2 separate regions of the Mus musculus genome follow, and region 1 is linked to region 2. The links are chromatin contacts, called in public promoter capture Hi-C maps. All regions are on one chromosome and are shown on one strand. The core of a region is the stretch at or near the end of the contact, and the rest is flanking DNA. Distances in the headings are between cores, read along the strand shown.

Evidence for each region. Promoter capture Hi-C pulls out the DNA fragments that hold promoters and counts their contacts.
Region 1: a contact with region 2 is called in a promoter capture Hi-C map of the HPC-7 cell line. The contact joins the promoter of H4c11 here to the promoter of Zscan12 in region 2. A contact is called at or near these places in 13 of 39 promoter capture datasets (the 3T3-L1 cell line, the C10 cell line, the HPC-7 cell line and 8 more), 1 of 115 datasets of contacts at active chromatin or transcription factors (microglia) and 2 of 9 other capture datasets (liver and macrophages).

The regions. Positions count from the first base shown.
Region 1 is chr13:21,733,555-21,736,352 of GRCm38.p6, forward strand. H4c11 (H4 clustered histone 11) reads left to right here and starts at 1,480. Exons shown (of 1, transcript NM_178210.2): 1 at 1,480-1,902. The coding sequence starts at 1,542. The coding sequence ends at 1,853.
Region 2 is chr13:21,361,250-21,364,353 of GRCm38.p6, forward strand. Zscan12 (zinc finger and SCAN domain containing 12) reads left to right here and starts at 1,571. Exons shown (of 4, transcript NM_016684.2): 1 at 1,571-1,623; 2 at 2,331-2,802. The coding sequence starts at 2,401.

The DNA of each region.
Region 1 (2,798 bases), core at 230-2,729, 370 kb after region 2:
GAAAAGGAACATGAACTCAACAACACCCTCAACTCCAACTGCTTCCTGGAGAGGGCAGAAGGGAGCACAGGTTTGGTGGGACCCTGTATAAGAGGCTACAGGGGAGATTCCAGGGGTAGTAGGCCAGTGTGGATGGGGCCAGGGTGTGGGTGTCAGCAACGAAGTAGAGGCAGGAAGCAGAGTAGGCAGGGAGGGTGGAAGTGGATAAAGGGGAGAGGGTTAACCTATAAGTGGAACCTGTAAAGAAGAAGGAGGAGCAGGGAGGAGGGGAAGAAGGTGGGTAAGGGGAAGAGGCTAATTGTGCATGGCCTTTAGCTCAGAGGGGAAGACAGAAGGCATTGGTATAGGCAAGAAGACTTCAGTAAGCAGAGTATGTGATTTTTGGGGGGGGGGGGTGGGGGAGGTGGGGTGGGATTGGGAAAGGATTAGGTGGAATAGGAGAAAGGCCTGGGTGCAGAGAAGAAGGCTGTCCACTAGACAAAGCACTTAGTGTGTAGGAGGGGGAGAGAAGAAGAGAAGGGGTGGAGACCCAGTGATTCAGATGACGGTTGCTCGAGGTCTGAGTCCCTGTATGTCTGAAAATGCTGCAACCTTGGCCTAAGCCATCGAGCACTACAGACGGAGGGACAAGAATTCAGTTCCCCCAAAACGTGAACAAAGGGAGTCCAGACCATTCTTAAACCAGCAGAAAATTTCAAGATCACGAAGGATGTTATAGTCAAGAGTGCCCTCTAGTGGCCATCCAGACGGGTCAGCGTGTACTGAGGGCAGACCAAAGAACAAAGGAAAGTCAGGCATTTTGGATTCCAGCCCACTTTGGATAAATTTTGAAGTAGGCACCCCAAGGGCGACTGAGATAGTGTTTAGACCCTGTCTTGCCCTTTTCCAAGCCAGGGTTGGTTGCCAGAAACTCTTAGGTGAGGGTGATGACATGTTAGCCTGAAGTTTTCTCCAAGCATATGGGGTTGAGGGAAGGACAGCAGACAGGGTTTCCCAGATTGTGTGGTGTGAGCAGGGGTCCAAGCAAACTGTGAACTGAAATCGGCTTAAAGGTTTCTATAAATTCTTATAAACATATTAAAATGGCCTTTTGGAAGTTTGAACTAAAAAAAAAAATTGAAATGCGGTTACAATAGAGAAGGAACACAAGGTAATTCAGAGCACGGTTTGCACGGTGGAAAGTGTGTACTGAGCACCAAAGCGCCTTAGCAGCCGCCTGCAGTGTCCTCTCTGGACGGGGTTACCGGTTGTTAAGGGGCCGCTTGGCTTTCTGTATTTTGTGCAATCAGTGTACTGATTGTGCGCTCGATTCTCCAAACTCTTAAAAGGGCGTGAGGAGCTAGTTCCCTCAGAAAGCACAGACAGGGAAACAAAAGGCGCCCTTTTTCTTTTTGGTAAGTCTTCCCCTCCCCCACGGCCGCGGGCGCAACTTCCCGCCTCCTCCCTGCAGGTTCTCATTTCGGTCCGCCCGCTACAGTATAAAAAGACGGCGCTCAGGCTCCCGGTCAGCATCTCTGTTCTGAGCTGTCCTGAGTGCAGTCATGTCTGGCAGAGGTAAGGGCGGGAAAGGGCTCGGTAAAGGTGGCGCTAAGCGCCACCGCAAAGTGCTGCGCGACAACATCCAGGGCATCACGAAGCCCGCCATCCGCCGCCTGGCCCGGCGCGGGGGAGTGAAGCGCATCTCCGGCCTCATCTACGAGGAGACCCGCGGTGTGCTGAAGGTGTTCCTGGAGAACGTGATCCGCGACGCCGTCACCTACACGGAGCACGCCAAGCGCAAGACCGTCACCGCCATGGACGTGGTCTACGCGCTCAAGCGCCAGGGCCGCACCCTCTACGGGTTCGGCGGCTAAGCTGCTCGCTTACACTATATTTCCCTAAAGGTCCTTTTCAGGACCACCACATCTTTTACAGAAGAGCTGACGCTTGTTAACTGAGAACTGGAGTGAAAACGGCTCGTAACAGGTTGTCCAATCAGAACGAACATGTATGTGCTTAATTTGCATGCGGAACAATGCTAGGAAAGCTGAATAGTCCTGTCAAGTGGTGAGTTCACTAGGTGTTCACATGGTTTCACTCTTTTTATTTGTTCTAGGCAGTTTTATTATACTTGCCCATTTTTCTGCTTCCACCTCTTAAGGATGCTTCCCTACTTAAGTCATTTCATACCTTGCGACAGACCACTTAAGTTCAGGATTTGTACATTCAGTTGTGTAGAATGAGGTTGATCTGGCTTTATAAACTATGCTGTCTCGGATGCAATAAAATTCTGAATAAAACTGCCAATATGGGGGAGGTGTGAATTTCTGAATTGAGTTTTTATAAGCCATAAAACTTTAATTAATAAATCATAAAACGGCCAAGAGTCAACAGTTAATGAAGGTACACTGTTACTACGTTTACACTTCCACATAAATGTCAATAGAAACAATTTAAGTTGTCCAATGCTTGCGTTTAGTCTGTTCCACATGGGAGAGAGCATGTGGTTTTGCTTAATACACATTCTAATTCCATGTATTTTCCTGCATGTTTTATGACTTCATTTTTCTTTAGAGATGAGTAATATTTATGTATGTTTGCTTGATTAACAAATTTTTCATTATCCATTTCTCTGTAGATGGGCAACTAGGTTGATTCCAATTCTTTGTTATTGTGAATAAAGCAGTAATTAACATTGAGGTAAAAAAATATCTCTATGATTCTCTATATTCTTTGAATATATGCTCAGGTTTAAAATAACTTTGTCATATTGGAGTTCTATTTTTAATTTTTTGAGAATATCCGAACTGATTTCCACA
Region 2 (3,104 bases), core at 321-2,820:
AGACCAGGCTGGCCTCGAACTCAGAAATCTGCCTGCCTCTGCCTCCCAAGTGCTGGGATTAAAGGCATGTGCCACCACCGCCCGGCAGTTGTGGAGAGTTTTAAAGTTGTAGGTCCAGAGACAAATTGTCTTTTGTTACATATAGCTCTTTACAACCATTCATTGCCCACCCATGTGTCTGCCTTAATGTCCTTCTGCTTTTTAGGTAAATCCCTTTGAAATGTACTAACAGATCACTTGGTTTCACCAATCAAAAGGCTAAGAATTTTCCAGATAGCTATAACCCACCTGTACTGGCTGGCTTTGTGTGCCAACTTGACACAAGCTGGAGTTATCACAGAGAAAGGAGTTTCTGTTGAGAAAATGCCTCCATGAGATCCAGCTGTAAGGCATTTTCTCAATTAGTGATCAAGGGGGAAGGACCCCTTGTGGGTGATGCCATCCCTGGGCTGGTAGTTTTGGGTTCTATAAGAGAGCAGGCTGAGCAAGCCAGGGGAAGCAAGCCAGTAAGAAACATCCTTCCGTGGCCTCTGCATCAGCTCCTGCTTCCTGACCTGCTTGAGTTCTAGTCCTGACTTCCTTTAGTGATGAACAGCAGTGTGGAAAAGTAAGCTGAATAAACCCTTTCCTCCCCAGCTGGCTTCTTGGTCATGGTGTTTGTGCAGGAATAGAAACCCAGACTAAGACACCACCTAACTTACATTTCCACTAATTGTTTTTTTAAAGTTGTCTTGATTTACTACTTTCTTTTGTTCTGGTTATGTAAATCAATGTCCTAAGCCACACTCTACATGTATTTTGCTCGATAATAAATTACTACTATCTTTGAGAGCTTGTGCTTGGTTTTCTGGTTACCCTCGACATGTACATTAGCTAAGAACAGGGTGAGATTTTTGTTGTTGTTGTTTTGTTTTCACTTCCAGAACACAGAATGTTCTGGTGCATGATAAGAGCATTAACCACTATTCTTTTTCAGGGATTTTTCTTTGGACTCTCCTTTTAAATTAAAACAAACAAACAAACAAACATTTTTTTTTAATTCTAGAAAAATGGTTGTGTTTATTGGGATACCATAGTTGCAAACATATTTAATTAGTACTGACTGCTTTGTTGAGTTTTTCTACCCAAGAAAGCTTATTGCCTCCTATTTATGTTCATATTTGGCTTTTAAAGTGTTTTAAAGTTAGCCCCAAGTAAATGTGGCACATCTCTTGAGCTCTGAGTATTTTTGCTGTTGCTTTTGTAGCTGTGGTCTTTTCATTCACACTCGTACTTATGAAGGCTGATTTTAGTGTTCATAATATCCTGTTAACTTACTAAATTATCCTTTTAATACATTTTTTCCCATTGACCAGAAGAATGTCTCTTTGAGACATCACTAATCTCAGTGATACTGAAACACAAACGCGAAACCGGATAAGGACCGGCATGCTCACTATGATTAGACAGAAAATCCCAACTTCTTTTGCCAGAGTAAGGACAAACCACTGAGTGGAACTCCGTGGCTCCCTAGAGTGGCTCTGGGAGCAACAGGGCTCCACCGCTTCCGGCCTTTGTGGGAGTCCGCGATGACTTCCGGTTCCTGGGAGGGCTGGATTCCCTTCCCTGCGCAGGAGCGACGCGGTGAGCGAGCTCGTGCTCCAGGCGGGGGGAGGGTGCTCCCTGCTACCTAGACTCTCGGCCTTAGAAAGATGCTTGGAACCGGGGGAAAGGCCACCCGGGCTGCGCTGCGGCTGCCTATGGGTCCCCCTGGGGCGCGGAGCTGGCCCGGACCTAGGCACGCTGCAGAACTTTAAGTTAGAGTCACAGAACTGGAGGGGCAGGAGAAAAGCAGAGCACCCTCCCCAACTTCTAACCTTTATGAGTGGTTAAGTTCCAACTAAAGCCAGTTGGGAGACTGTACTATGTATATGTGATTTGTGCCAGGTACGCAGAAAAAAAAATCAAAAGCAGCAAGGCAGGCGTACCCTACTCTTGTACTCTTTCCGTTATTTTTGGTGGTACTGTTAGTTGAACTTCCCACCCGCCAGGCAGCGGTTGCCCTTCCCCAACGCTATCTGCTAATTCCAAAATTTTTTGTTTATTTCAGTTAGTTGTTGTTCACTTTAGGAGTAAGTGGAGGTAAGTTTCTTCCCAAGCTTTACTCCCTGAAGTCCTGAAACAATTTGACATCTTTTTCACTTTTGTCTATTTTTGTGAAAGTCCACGTACAATCCAGTCAATACAGTAGATTAACCGGAGGGCAGCTTTTCAACTCTCCCACTTAACTCTTAGAATAGGCGGTATTTGCTTATTGTAGTTCGTGTTAGTAACGATGACTTATCCCTTAGGTCCACTGGGTAAGAAGATTTACCAAGGAGTTATTACTTGAAAGATTGATACATCTTTTATCTAGCTACGATGACATCTACTAGTGATACCAAGGTCTGTAAGAACCAGGGTGGACTTTTGGAAATAAAAATGGAGGAAGAATGTAAGTATACCACCAGACAAGATAGGAACCTACAAAAGAACACTTATAACAGAGACGTCTTCCGAAAATACTTCAGACAGTTTTGCTACCAGGAAACTTCTGGACCCCGGGAGGCTCTGAGCCGGCTGCGCGAGCTCTGCAGACAGTGGCTGCGGCCGGACTTGAACAGCAAGGAGCAGATCCTGGAGCTGCTGGTGCTGGAGCAGTTCCTGACCATCCTGCCAGGGGAGCTGCAGGCCTGGGTGCAGGAGCAGAATCCGGAGAGTGTGGAGGAGGTGGTGACTGTGCTGGAGGATTTAGAGAGAGAGCTTGATGAACTAGGATACCGGGTAAGAAAAAGGGGGGAGGGGTCCTCTTTCCTAAGCGCGACTGAATTTGTAGGCCAAAGTGAAGTATACCACTATTTTACAAAGCATATTGACATTTAGTTGGATCCAAAGGGGACTTTAAGTGTCATGGGAATTTGGAGTTGAACTTGTACGTTGTACATCCTAGCCTTGGGCTTGTAATCTTCCTGTCTCATATCCTTGGTGCTGAGATTACAGGTATGTACGTCCACTCCTGTCTGGTCTTAGTTTAATTATTCCTTTTCATCAGTGGGGTTGTTTTATTTCTGTGCTAAGCTACAAAG